Regions from separate parts of the Mus musculus genome. Here region 1 is linked to region 2. The links are chromatin contacts, called in public Hi-C maps. All regions are on one chromosome and are shown on one strand. The core of a region is the stretch at or near the end of the contact, and the rest is flanking DNA. Distances in the headings are between cores, read along the strand shown.

Evidence for each region. A called contact is a pair of places that touch in the nucleus more often than the background predicts.
Region 1: a contact with region 2 is called in a Hi-C map of bone marrow-derived macrophages, with 17 read pairs. The contact joins two enhancer-like sites. A contact is called at or near these places in 1 of 484 Hi-C or Micro-C datasets (bone marrow-derived macrophages) and 6 of 115 datasets of contacts at active chromatin or transcription factors (the 230-238 cell line, astrocytes, bone marrow-derived macrophages and 3 more).

The regions. Positions count from the first base shown.
Region 1 is chr9:13,802,308-13,809,509 of GRCm38.p6, forward strand. Mtmr2 (myotubularin related protein 2) reads left to right here. Exons shown (of 15, transcript NM_023858.4): 13 at 1,118-1,231; 14 at 2,499-2,675; 15 at 3,068-6,589. The coding sequence ends at 3,229. It overlaps Cep57 (centrosomal protein 57), which reads right to left. Exons shown (of 11, transcript NM_026665.4): 11 at 5,481-6,533. The coding sequence ends at 6,300. Among named protein-coding and RNA genes, the nearest start is that of Cep57, 21 kb to the right of the region's middle. Within about 2 kb of position 2,129, at least 2 of the 459 cell types and tissues checked have an H3K27ac peak or open chromatin away from gene starts, as enhancers often do. A contact at or near this core is called in bone marrow-derived macrophages, where this site is marked.
Region 2 is chr9:13,300,016-13,306,647 of GRCm38.p6, forward strand. All of the region lies in intron 1 of Maml2 (mastermind like transcriptional coactivator 2), which reads left to right. Among named protein-coding and RNA genes, the nearest start is that of Maml2, 5.4 kb to the left of the region's middle. Within about 2 kb of position 4,071, at least 111 of the 459 cell types and tissues checked have an H3K27ac peak or open chromatin away from gene starts, as enhancers often do. A contact at or near this core is called in bone marrow-derived macrophages, where this site is marked.

The DNA.
Region 1 (7,202 bases), core at 879-3,378, 500 kb after region 2:
CCAGCCAAAAATAAACATTATTTTGAGCCATTTTATGTTTTAAAGGAAGAAGTGTTGGGGTAGAACATGTAAAGCAGGGATGACTTGGCCCCTGTCAATCATGGAGCTATTAAAAACCCTATAACAGCCTTGTAGGCAGCAGGTTTGTTTGAGATAGTTGTATAAATGACTCAAGTCTAGAAAGGTTCATGATAGGACACACAATTGCAGGGTTTGAGAATGTCTTAGCAGGAGTAGAGTTTTTGTCACTGGAGAGATATGTATGCCAGTAAGACAAATAAGAGAAGATACGGCCCAGCTGTCTGGATTGGTAGACTTTAACCCCTAACTAGGTCACCTGAGAGTTGGAACTGGTTAGGGTGCTGTTTGGGTAGGATGGGGACATGATTTTTAGAAATGTTGAAAGCTCATCAGTATGTTAATTACCTATGTCAAGAAGGAGTAGCAATAAACTACATGTCCCCATAGATTTTAGTGAGGTTGACAGACTTTTTCTAAAATACCAAGGCAGTATTTCCCAGGTCATTGTGGAATGTTTTACAAGCTTATGTACAAATAAGTTTCTGAATGATTTTGTGATATTAATAGGATTGGGTTCAATTAAACCTTTTACTACCTTCTGGGCTGTCTTTAATTCCTTTGATAGCCCTCCAAAAATGGCTTGTATAAAATTAAGATACCCACTGAGGGTGAATTCTGAGTTGGACTAATGCTTCCAGTTGTGAATTAGAAGAACCTGTTCTTCCACAAGACAAGTAGGTTGACTTACAAGTTATCTGCATAGCTGCACAGCTGTATAGCTGATACTTCTGTGTATATACCTATGATATTTTCTGGGCACATTTGTTACTTTTAATTCTTAGACATATTGAAAACTAAAAGAAAAGAATATCAGAACTGTTCCATGTCAGAAATCAGTGACTGGCAACTATAAGGTCAAAGCAGAGCAAACACAAAACCATTCAGTACTTGCTGCATGGGAAAGACTCTACCTTGGAAAGGAAAACAAATAATGCTCTGATGGCTTAGGTAGTTTAAAATCTAAGTACTATTATGAAAGATCTACTCATGACAGATGCATGAAAAATGTCTCAAGTTTGTGGTGCTCAATTTGCAGTTCCCTACCGCATTTGAATTCAATGAGTATTTTCTCATTACCATCCTGGACCACTTGTACAGCTGTTTATTTGGAACATTCCTTTGTAACAGCGAACAGCAGAGGGGGAAAGAGGTAAAGTATGATCTCTACTCTCACTTGGCATGCATTTGGTTATATAGTATCTCACCAGACAGATTAGGATTCCTTCAACCCATAAACTGGGGATAAGGGCTCACACTTACAATCCCAGATATCCCAGAGGCTAAGGTTAAAGGACCACAAGTCTGAAGCCAGCCCTTTAAACACATACCCTTTCAAAATAAATGTGAAGGTGCTGGAGCAATAGAGGGTCAGTGCTGGAGTGCTTGCCTAGCTCTTCAAAGTGCTGGGTTCGATCCTGCTACAGCAAAACAAAAGAACCACTCTCTGTAGAGGTATCACTTTTAGTGTATTGGTAGAGAGCCCTCATGCACATCAACTTTCATTCTGAAAGCTTTGTCAGAAAGTAGGTTATTATGGGACAGGACTTAACACTGAAAAGCCCTGCTACCAGGTTCAGGTATTAGACTCACTAACACCTAAGTTCATTTCTGTTTCAGAAAAACAGGGTGATGGTGTTTACTATTGTGAAAATTAAGTTCTTCCTAGACTGTACCTTGCAGGTGTTATACTTTATACTGGATATATTTCCATGCATGGTAGGCTTTCAGTATATTGTGAGTTATTAGATAGTCACAAATACCACAGCAGTATTCTAATTACTGCCAGTCTTTTGAGAAACTACTCTTAAGTCTTAAATCCTAACATTTAAATACAAAATTCTCTTTTAAAGTGATAATCTAATGGTATAACCACAGGATTGTGGGCCATCACCATTTAATTTAGAGCAGTTTTCATCACACACCTGCTAATCCATGTTCTCCCAGGTTTGGGCAGATACTGACTAGGTTTCTCTATGGATGGCTACTTGTGAACACTTCATATAAATGGGATCATTCACCATGTGACCTTTGTGTCTGCCCCCTTTCATTACTATATTTGCAACGTTTATGTCATACCACACACTTCCTCTTCATGGTCAAATAACCTTCCATTGTGTATATCCCATCAGTTGGTGGTCTTTTGGGTTGTTCTTTATTTTGGCTGTTCTGAATAGTATTGATTTAATCATATGGAGCAGTTTTATTTTTTGTCTATGGACAAGTGTGTGATACACGTGTTTGAGAAGACTAGAAGAGGGTGCCTTGGAGCCAGTGTTTTTGGATCTACTCATGTGAATGAACACTGATCCTATCTACAGCATCCTAATTTTAATGATCACACAACCCTACACAAGTTTCACCTGAGGTTCAAGCAGCTGATATGATAGGAGATCTTTACCAATTTTTCCCTCTTGCAGAATCTTCCTAAGAAGACAGTGTCACTGTGGTCCTATATAAACAGCCAGCTGGAAGACTTTACTAATCCTCTTTATGGAAGCTACTCCAATCATGTCCTTTACCCAGTAGCCAGCATGCGCCACCTAGAGCTCTGGGTGGGATATTATATAAGGTGGAACCCCCGGATGAAACCTCAGGTACATATCTGTAATATACAGTATGACCCCACTAGTTTTGTCACAACCAAAACTTCCCACTCTGTCCTTTAGTTACGAAACTTTCCCAACTGTACACATTTCTGTGTGGTCTTTAGGTATACAGAAGAAAATAATTCTATAAAAATCTAAAAACTGCAGGTCCATAGTCCTGAAGTTTTAAGTAAATGATATTTATAAAGTAGCATCTTCCAGGAACATCTGAAGCAACTGAATGATCAGAGGTGACAACAAAACATGAATTTAATTCCACTAAGGAGCTAAAGGTGGGGCTGTCCAACTGCTTAAACAGCTAATGCCACAAAGCTCAATGAATGGTTAAGACCTCAAGTTTGTCTGGATTCCTGTTGCAGTGATTTTGTTTGCTCTTGCAGGAACCTATCCACAGCAGATACAAAGAACTTCTTGCCAAAAGAGCAGAGCTTCAAAGAAAAGTAGAGGAACTTCAGAGAGAAATTTCCAACCGCTCAACCTCCTCTTCAGAGAGAGCCAGCTCTCCTGCACAGTGTGTGACTCCTGTCCAAACTGTTGTATGAAAGGACTAGGCCCAGGGCCTCATTGCCAGGAACCTGACATTCCAGCACCTTATGGGTAGAAAACCTTCCGTGTTTAAAACCCATCTACTGGAGAATCCTTCGGATGCTGTATTTATTTCAAATCTCTCTTAGATGAGTTTAGAAACATAGCAGTGCAAGTGACAATGAAGATGATCTCATTCATAATTAAAGTATGACACTAATCTTAAGTCACCCAAAGAATACTAAAGTACTGCAGTCCTGTATTCACACTGGGAGCAAGTTTTTCATTTAAAAATGTCTTAAAACCCTGAGCACCTGGTCAGATCTCCAGGAGGGGAGAAAAGCAAGGCCACCTGCTGTTGCACCTGAGAGCACACGCATTGAGGCTTGTGTCAGATCCAAATATTCCTTTCTCAGTTTCCCCAAGTTTTGTGATATTTAATATAGTAAAAAGCATTGTCTTGAGATTATTATGGCATAGTAGGTTTTTTTTTTTTTTTTTTTTTTGCTGCTGACATTGTAATTAGCATATTCTCAACAGCAATTAGGAAACAATGCCTTATATATGTGCTTTGGGGGGTTGAAGGGACAAAGTAGTAGCTGTCATCTACTCCATTTGTGTATTGATCACAAACATCACAGAAGACATCTTAAAACCTTACTGTTACTCTACTTTATCTAAATGCTATTTGGCAAGTTTTAAGACAGTATTTTAAAAACTTAGAAGTCTGACTTTATGTGCTGTGTAAATCTCACATGGACACTTTACCAAAGAGCACTCTGCATGAGTTAGTCTCAGTGCCAGCAAGTAAAGCCTTGCTTCTCTGCTCACCCGAGTCCGGTGCTGGTGGGGACAGTTGACTCCTGGGGTCTGTTTTACTCTGTACAAGAGCCATATGTAATGTACTGTAACAAACGAGCTTCTTACCACTTGGTCTTTTAATTAAATGACTTCAAACTTTGTCCTTGTCCACAGTTGTCTAAAGTACCCTCCCCACCCCACCCCCAAAATGTTAACCTGGAATTATCCAATCCAATTTAAGCCCACCTGTCTTTGACACCTAAAATCAAACTGTAAAAAGCATTGTTCCGTAACTCATTGTTTGAACTGTAGTCCTGGTGTTGATTTTGGAATTAGTACATCACAGATCTCCTCTTTCCTACTTTTTTTTTTTTTTTGCTTATATATTTTACCTGGATATTGAGCCCAGAGCCTCACACTTGCCAGGCAAATGCTATACTATTGAATATACCCCAGCATACCCAGTATTTACAAGAATTGGTACCAAATAATTTGGTTGGTGTAAACTTAGCTATAAAAATTTTTTTGAGGAGGTATTTATGTTCCCAGCATTCAAGTAAGATTTCTGTAACAGTTCACTTTCCTCACTAGTCTGCTTTCTTCCCTGAAACCTTTGACCATCTTGGTATGACATCAGAGGGATGCTGATCATACGGTCACCCAAACGGCAGAGAAATATGTCACTCCAAAACCTTGCAATGTTTTCTGTGACCTCCAAGGAATCTTGAGTGTGGAATGTGCACACTAAAAGTGCTTATGTGGAGTTCAACTGCATTCCTGGTGTTCACACACACCCCAGTATGACATCAAGGAAAGCACTCCTTTCTTACGAAGCGTGGGATCCGCGCTGGCGTCTTGTACAGGATACAAGGGAGCTCTGCTGCAAGTGAACAAGAAACTGAAGCAGAATCAAAACCCAAAGCCTACAGTTGGAATCCAGCTGGAGACAGGTAGGAGTTACTATCCTCCAATTACTATTCTAACTAGGAGTTGGAGCCATCATCATTCAGATGACAGTTATACAGTTTACTGTCCTGAAATCCAAGGAATTAACACAAGTGGAACAGTTGGAAGTGGTGGTTGAGCCATGTCACCAGAGCAGTTTCTTACCTTCCTGGGGACTATGGACTCACGGTTGTCAGGTCATTGTTCCTGCAAACCTCATCAGAAAACTGCACACACAAATTTATATACAATTTCAGGTGACTCATGAAGCTTAAAAATCTATGTTTCTAACTAGAAAATTCACCAAGTGATAGGGCCTTCTGGTGCCCAAGTAACAAACAATTCATGCTATTCAACTTAGTAGATGGCTAGTATGTTCCCCAGCCTGTCTGAACCATTCAGGAACACTGAGCTTGGTCTCTGTAAGCACAAGGATGACAAGCATGCCTCAGATATTCTCGTTCCTCAATCACGATACTAACATGCACTTTTTGAGTTTGTATGACAAATAAAGCCTTTGTTAGCTGGCTGTTAAGCAAAGTTTAAAAACTGCTTTATTGATTTGAAGTACCAAATTTATAAAGATTATAACATGTCGATCTACTCAAAGTTAAATAATTTACATTGGCATGATAGATGTGTGTATTCAATTCACATACTGTATGCTAAAAGCATGAGCTTCTCTTAAGTCAAGATTAAACAGTGCTTAACATGATTACAAATAGATACTGTCTAAAAACTGTAAACGTGTACATTTTACAATACCCACGTTCTCATTCTTTATTCCAAAATTTCATTTACTTCAGTAACAACTGTTTATATAGTTTTTCTGAAGACATTGTGACATATTTCATGGATAACTGACTTAAGTGAATTTATGATTGATCAATGTCTAAAATACCAAAGCAAAACAAAGTCTTCTTGAAAACAGTACATTTAATGGTCATCTGGAGAAGGGAGAGTAGTGGTCACTTCATGCTGTGGGAAGATTTAAAAAACAAGACTTCAAGCACTGACTATGGGGACTATCTCATATTCTGAATTTTCAAACCCAATTTACATATATACCTAGTTTAAAAAACACACCCATGAGTAAAAAACTGGTCATTTGTTTACAAAGTGCAGTGAATGAGTACAGCAAATTCAAAGACAGTGAGGCTTCTCTGCCGCAGAACTCCATCTCCATCAGTTGTGCTACATAGCACAATAGACTGTAATGAAGCTTGGCCCCTAACACCTGCCAGTAATGGCAGCTTAGCAAGCATGAGACCTGGAAAGTCTGCTCATGTCCAGTACGTACATCGTTTATGACCAGTGAGGTACATCATTTATGACCTGGTGTCAGTAATCCCAACACAGATTACTGCTCTGCAGTGAATTCTGTATGGTCTGCATGTCCTTCAGTAACTGAAGATTTTTCCTGCTTTTTTCTCCAGGTCTCTGTTTGGCCAGATCCTTCTTACTTGCGGTCCTTGGGACTCCAGATGAACGACCGCTGCTGTTCCCTTCTTCATCAAGAGTCTTTTTGTTAGCTTTTAATTCCTTCTTCTGCTTATCTATGTTTTGTTTCTCCAGCTGACCAAATAATCAAAACAGGGAAAAAATGAATTCAATAAAAACATTTTCTTTTAGCTTTGTTTTTGATACGAGGTCTTGCTATGTTCAGTCTTAAACTCTTGATTCTTCTGCCTCAACTTCTTAAGTACACCATTGACTTAAATAATCTTCCTCTAACACTCAAGTGATAGATTCTAGGTGGGTTTTTTTAAAAGCACATAGATCTGCAGAAGTTATAAATCACATATGTAAAATACACAGCCAGGTAAATAAGTGCTATATAAATACTGTAAAAGTCTCCTTAAGGAGAGAGGGACAGGCTTCGAATTCTCCCTGCTTGACCAGACTGTAAACTCTAACAGCTACTAGTTAGTTGTCAGTCCAGCACCAACAACCACACAGGATCTCCTTGGGCAGGTTATTTCATTTACTGAGATAGTCACAGTTACTTCACCTATAAAATGGGTTTTAAGGAAATGAAGTGAGATGGCATTCTCAATATACTTGATTCTGTGCCAGTGAAATAGTTCTTCCACATCACACAGCATTTGGAAGCTTGAGAGGGATTTTTTACTTCTAAAACCTACTTCAGAGTTGTCCACTTCTACCCAGACTCCAATTGCTGTCAACCCAGGAGCTGGACTCTACCCCTGTTCTACCCCTATTTCACAGCAATCTCAAATACAG
Region 2 (6,632 bases), core at 2,821-5,320:
TGCAGCCAAAAGGGACTCAATGCCTTGATTGTCCCCAGTAAATTTATAATCTGTCTGCAAGTCTCCCGATAATGTGGCTTTGTGTGCTTCAGAGTCTCCTGGTGAGTGCTTCTGGGGATGACACTGAGAGCCAGGAGCCCCGGCCAAGCCCAGAGGGAAAGCATGATCTCTGCCCTGGATGCCAGGCCTAGAGAAGCCTACACATGGACTTTTCCTGTGTCTTTCCCTTCCAGCCCCAGCAAGGAAGGTGGCATTTCCCCCAAGGCCCTCCTTGGTTTTTGCTTCTGTCCAATTGGGAGGAAAGTTGGTAAGGTTCTCTTCTGCTGGAGTGTTACCAGATGCAAAAATGAAACCAACTTCAGTGGTTCTTGTAACTTTAAGTAGCCCTGCCCTCAGACATCGGAAAGGGAGGCAATGGTGTCTGGCCTTGCTCCACTAAACAGTTTGAAGCTGCAAAAAGCTGGAGGTGTTTGATGTGCCACCCTTTCTCAAGGACTCTCTTTTCTCTCTTCCACTGACCAAATAGCCCCTCGCTGGAATACCCTCTGTGAGTGTAGGGATGAAGCCAGGAGGTTTGGTGTAAGTTAGGAGAGAAAGGAGGCAGCTCTGTTCTCATGCTCACACCCAGATTAGAGTGTTTGCTATCCCAAGGGTTGCTCTGACACCCTTTGTAGTTATTGGGAATTCCCTCTGTACTTTAGCTTCTACGTGTGGTACTTTGTTTCTTCTCATGTTACTCTGCTCTTTGAGGCAAGTTCTATATGAAGCTCCTGCTGCCCCTGTCTGAAGGGGCCAGGCATTCAAGAGTCGCACTCAGAGGCTCTCACTTTGCTTGGGCATCTTTTGTGTTGAAAGCAATGTTAATCATCTCAAAGGACCTCTGCTGAGATTGCGTGTCAGAACCCTTAATTTTATTGCAGCTCTGTGCGTAAGCAGGTTTATGTGGTCTGGATGTGTTACTTGCTAATGTGTATGCTATAAGTGCCCAGGAATGCCCTTTGGAGAAGAGAAAAGTATTGATCACCTAAATTAAAATATGCATGGTGTACGCTGGTGAAGTTCTCTAACCAGCATGCGCTGTGTGGCAGCGCCTTGGGCATCATCAGTACTACCTGCCAAAGAAAGGAGGGAGGACAGCTTCTGTTCGGCAGGGTAAGGTTGTTTCTAAGGGTGTTCTATGCAGAGAATATATACTGTCTGGGCTCTTTAATAGCTAGAGTGTAAAGAACAACGCAAGAATAACCTCTAAGTCAGTTCTAATTCTGTCCACTTGAGAGCCTAATTCTGCTGCCCTTACTCAGCCAGTTTCTTCATTTAGCTTCAGCTGAGGGGAAGCCCCACTTCTGTGGAGCCTGCAAACACAGGGCCTCACAGAGGGCTAAGATTGTAGGGCCCTGATGCTTTTCTAGCCACTCAAGAGAAGACTTTACCACTAAGTCACTTTCTGCTGACATATGTTTGAATCTTTGAATGAGCTGTAAAACTCAATAAGCACTAGTTTGTGGAGCCATTAGGTTAGCACATTCATGAAAAGTATTAATCTTTCCCTCTTGCCTGAGACAAGCTCTTTTTCTGTGGCATAGACCATTGTCATTAGGCTGGGAGGAAAGTGGTCCCAAACCACCTTCTGCTTCAGACTTTATCTGTTCTCTAATGTGCTGTGGAGGTAAGGACACAGACGTGACTAGGTGCTCATCTCTTGGTTTGGTGCCTGCTTGGTCGCTAACCTGCTAGATGACAGAGGACAAGCCACTGAGTAGTCATCTGTCAGACAAAGATCAGCTCGTGCATGAAAGCACATGAATTAATGAGTGTTTTGGGAATTAGTCTTGGGAAAAAAAGGAAAACACGACAGAAGACTCCCCAGCAATGCTGCTACTGAGCCCCGGGGATGATACTGGCTCCTCTGTGGGTCACAGGGATCTGTTCGCTTTCACTTGTCTATTTTAAGTGGTAAAATAGCTTTTATTGTAAACAGAGGGATCAGTCCTGTGAAATCAGGGCTGTCGGGATAAAGCCAAAATAGCTGTGTGTTTAAGTATCTCTGAAGTCTCAGGGAACACTGCTCAAAGTGGGCAGTGCTGCCGTGAAGCCTTAGGTGTCTTCCAAGTGTACCCTTTATCTCTCTGCATGGACTCGACAAGCTTTGGCAAGGTGTGTCCTCTCAGTGTCTAAGGATTATTAGAGAAGTTGTGTTTACACAAACGGGATGGGAAAGTTAAATATTTTGCCAACAGTATTCTAAAATGCTAATTCTTAGTTTAAGAAAGTCAAACCAGTTAAATGATTGCCAAAGTTCCCAGGTGTCTTCTTAGTTTCCAATTGACCAACTCAAGAGTTTCAGGGCTGCACAGCGAGAGAAGGGCACATCTGGAGGTCTGGGGCTAGAGGTCTACATTTCTCATGTCATTTCCTCTCTGGGACTGTGAGAGGACTGTTTGCATTATTTATTTATGCAGCCATCATTTCCTTAAGAGCAGACCCATTTTCTTTTGCTTCTCGAGAACGAAGTAATAAAGGCAGAGTTCTTAGCTGCCCAGGGCCATTCTACCTTAGACAAGTAAAATAAGGCAAAGGCTGAAGCAGAGAAGGAGCCCGACACATGCTCTTTGAAACACTGTCAGAAAGCTTGTGCTAATGTCTGGGTGATATCATGCACACTCCGGTGGTGCTCAGCATTTTTTACAGCAGTCATTGCTTTCTTGGAAATATCATTACTAAGTACTACTCACCAATTCATATTCAAAATACTCATCAAGATTTTTCTCTAAATCTAAAACTTTAATGCCTGTGGCTTCCTGTGGTATAGACCTCTAATCAAGTTTAAGTGCTAAGGTGTTAAGGTCGAGGTGTGTGTGTCAAACATTCTTAGATACAGGAATTAAATATAACTAGGGGCGTGAGCATGATTAATTGTTTTCTAAATTTTATTGTTCATTTTGATTTTTAGCATTGTTATTTCATTTTTAAAAACAACTAGTAATTCTCAGAATTAAAAAACAACACCCAGTTGTTCTATGCACACAGACACAGACTTTCTGAGTGGATTTTCCCCACCGCTGCCTCCTTCATCCCAGCCCCTCTCGTGTTCAACATTCGCAGACAAGGCCATCCATGTTTAATGAAAACAACTCTAAATGCCTCCTCCTTCATTTTCATGCTAATTTTCTTCACACTCCAGCAAGCTCTGTGGGAGAATAAAGGAGATGTGACATGCTAAAGACGCAGCACACACACACACACACACACACACACACACACACACACACACACACCTCCCCCGCAGGGTGACAGGACAACAGAACTTCCCAGCTTTCTGAATGGCCTAAAACTGTCACAGAAAACCAAAGAGGGAAGCAGACCCAAAGGACCCAGGGAGCTCCCTTACGTGTTTCACATCACACCCACCTACCAGGTTGGATGGGTGACATTTGTCCTGTATTAGGAGCAAAGACCCTAACACTAAGATAGATGCAATGACTCATGCCTGAAATTCCAGCAAGCAGAGGCCCAGGGTTACAATGAGCTTGAAGCCAGCTTGAGCTACATACAAAGTTCCAGGCTAGCCTGAGCTACAATGGAGATTCTGTCTCAAAAGGCCAACAATAATAACAAAAACTAGGCAGGCAGAGGCAGTAGGATCTCTGTGAGTTCCAGGCTAGTGTAGCTAGTATTATTATTCATCAAAATAGCATGGTGCTGAATACAGAAAGTGAATGAAACAGGAAAACTGCTAGTGGGTGAAAAAGAGATTCAAATCTAAGTCAGGGAAAATCTTATGACAAGTATGGCTTACCTCAGGGCCTGGGAGGGGCAAGGACACTAAGCAAGAGATGAGAGTCGGACTGCAGGCATACTGTAACCATAAAAGTTAAATATTCAGGGGCCAGAGCAGAGAAATGTGTGGTTGGGTAAGCAGTTCAGGGAAATGTGGGGTTCAGGAATACCCCGAAAATGCTGGCACTGTCACAAGAACCTGATCAAATTCGGAGGCAGGAAGGAGCAGAGGAGTCCAGAGCTATGAAGCAATGCTAATCCTTCATGCACTTGAAGACAAGTGTTGTCTTTCCCTCCAGCGGCCTCTTCCCAGGGCACACAGCCTAAGTGCTCTGTTCTATGAGCTTCAAGTCCCCAAGGCTGTTTCATGCTTTGCTGTTTACACACTTCTCCATTCATCATGCGTTATACGCAGCATGGCACGGCCTTTGGCGCTGTGAGCAGAGCATTTTAAAAGCTCACTGGCTAGACTGGAAGAGAAACTGAAAGGGCTAGAATTGAAGCCCCACCTCTGTCCAGACTTCCCTGGGCCTCTAGTTGCAAGCAAGTCTGTCTTGTCAGCATGGTGCAGATAAATTCCTCCAGCAACTGAGTTGTTTTGCACCCTGGTTTAAAAAGGTCTTCTTGATTAAAAGAAGCATTCAGAAAATTTTACAAGACTTTCTGATTAGGGACAGCATTTAAGATGTGCTTGTTTTCAATACAGATATGTAACTTAGGTACCTTAGAGTTCCATACAGATAGGTATTTTAGGAACCTGAAAGTTCAACAGAAAGCAATGTCCTTCAGTCAGCCCTGTTTTACAGGGTATAGAGAAAGAACAACTGAGGCAAGCCAATAACTCTCACCAATCTGACTCATAGCAGGAGGCTGGGCTATGTGGGCTACTCACAGCTAGTGGTCTGTCTCTCCACCATCTTTGACCTTTCTGGCTGACAGTAAGGGGCAGATGTGAAACAATAGCAGCCTGAAGAAAAAGTTTACACATGCTTTATAAGAGCTGAGGAAAACCAGAGGCTAGCATAGTCAGTCAAGTCACTGAAGGAGCAGGCATGAAAATGAGCTAGTATCAGCATGTGCGAGTGCACACACGCACGCACGCACACACTATAGTTCTTGCTTCTTCATAATTTGAACAAAGGCCTAGAAATCATACATCAAAATGTGAAGTTGGTTGATTTTTAGAGTTTGAGGGAACTCACTATTCTGTGGCATGCACAATGTTAGGTTTACATACATGAGCAATTTTAGATAGTCTTTTTCCCCTTAGAACTTATTAAAGATATGTGGATGATGTTGAAAATCAAATGTTAAAGTTGGGTTACTGAAGAAGGTAAGTTAACAGAGCAGTTAAGATGAGCCTGGGATCTGGGATAAGATGACCAGGTTTAAGTCACAGCTCAACCTTGTAATAGCTGTGTTTTCCTGGTTAACTCAATTAAATTCTCCTGCCTCAGTCTCCTTGGAAATAATAGTAGTCGAACTAACTAAAAACCAGATCTTTATTAAATGAGTCAAATGTGCAACGCCATGGAGAGCCATAGTAAACTGTAGCTGTTAGTATTCATCTAAGAAACAACGTGCTTGAACAAGCTAGCCCAAGTTTCTACACGCAGAAGCACAATGGACATTCAGTGTTTGCCGAGGTTAGTGCAGGGCCCTGTGTCACTGGTTCCCCCTACAATTTAGTTTGGCATTATCATCTGGCATCTATTTCCATATTGGTAGAGTGTAGTTAGTGTCCTTGTTGTGTTGTCAAGAACAAGACCAAACAATACATCGGTCTCAATTTCAAACTTGACTGGAGTACCTTCTTGACCGTGTACTTCTAAAATACATTCTAAAGTCTCCATTGTGCCAAAGAGGGCCTATTCAGTGAGTAGATGAGTTATTTCAGTTACCTACCAAGATTTAATCCTTTGAAGGGACTAGCCTAAACTTAACAATTTTATTAAATTTTTAGTTCAAATTAGCAAATAGTTCTAAAAATAAATCCAGTCCCAGGGTTAAAAAAAAAAATTTGGTTTAGAAGGCCTTTGCTGTGGAGAATTTATGCTTCTGCAAGCAGATTCTTGTCAAGAAATTCATTAGCTCTGTATGCAAGTGAATAGGCAATATAAACTTGCCCTCATCCCAACCTTGAACAGCTCACATTTATGCTTCTTTGTTCTGATGTGGTTCCTGGTTTTGAACACTTTCTTTGCCCACTGCCTCCTAACATGTGCCTTTCTGTAAGAAACATTTAAAAAAAAATATTGCCAAGACATCAAAGCAAGTTTAGTACTGGCAGTTCTTAGCCAGAACAGGGAGCGTTGATGGAGAGACAATGACAAGAAAAGAACATCCCAGCCCTTTGGTGGACAAAGCTCCCACAAGGATAGTTTCCTGGTTCTAACTCAAACAATATGGCTAACACCATATGTCTTGATTTGTCTGTTCTGTTATATAAGCTGAGATCCTAGTTACCTTTGTCCGAGATAACATAACATCAAACTCAGCTGGGTTTGTTTTGTTTTATTCTTATTTTTAGTGGTGTTCTTGATTCCCTGATTCCCGAGTCATCCTGACTCTCTCTGTGGGATATGGAATCGTGATCACAGTGGTTTTTAACCTTCCCTTCTGCCTGAAACCAGGCTGACTTCCATCAGTGACTCTTACTCCACACAGTCACAGGTCTCTCCCATGTAAGCCTAACACAGTGGATCCCTTGTTGTTCAGCAGTGCCTTTTCAGTGGTCCTGATGGATTTGAGCAGAAAGTTCATTACCTGTCTTAAGAAAAAAAGTTGAGGCTGAGTAGATGGCTCAGTTGGTAAAGCTCTCACTGTACAAGCATGAAGAAGACCTAAGTTCAATC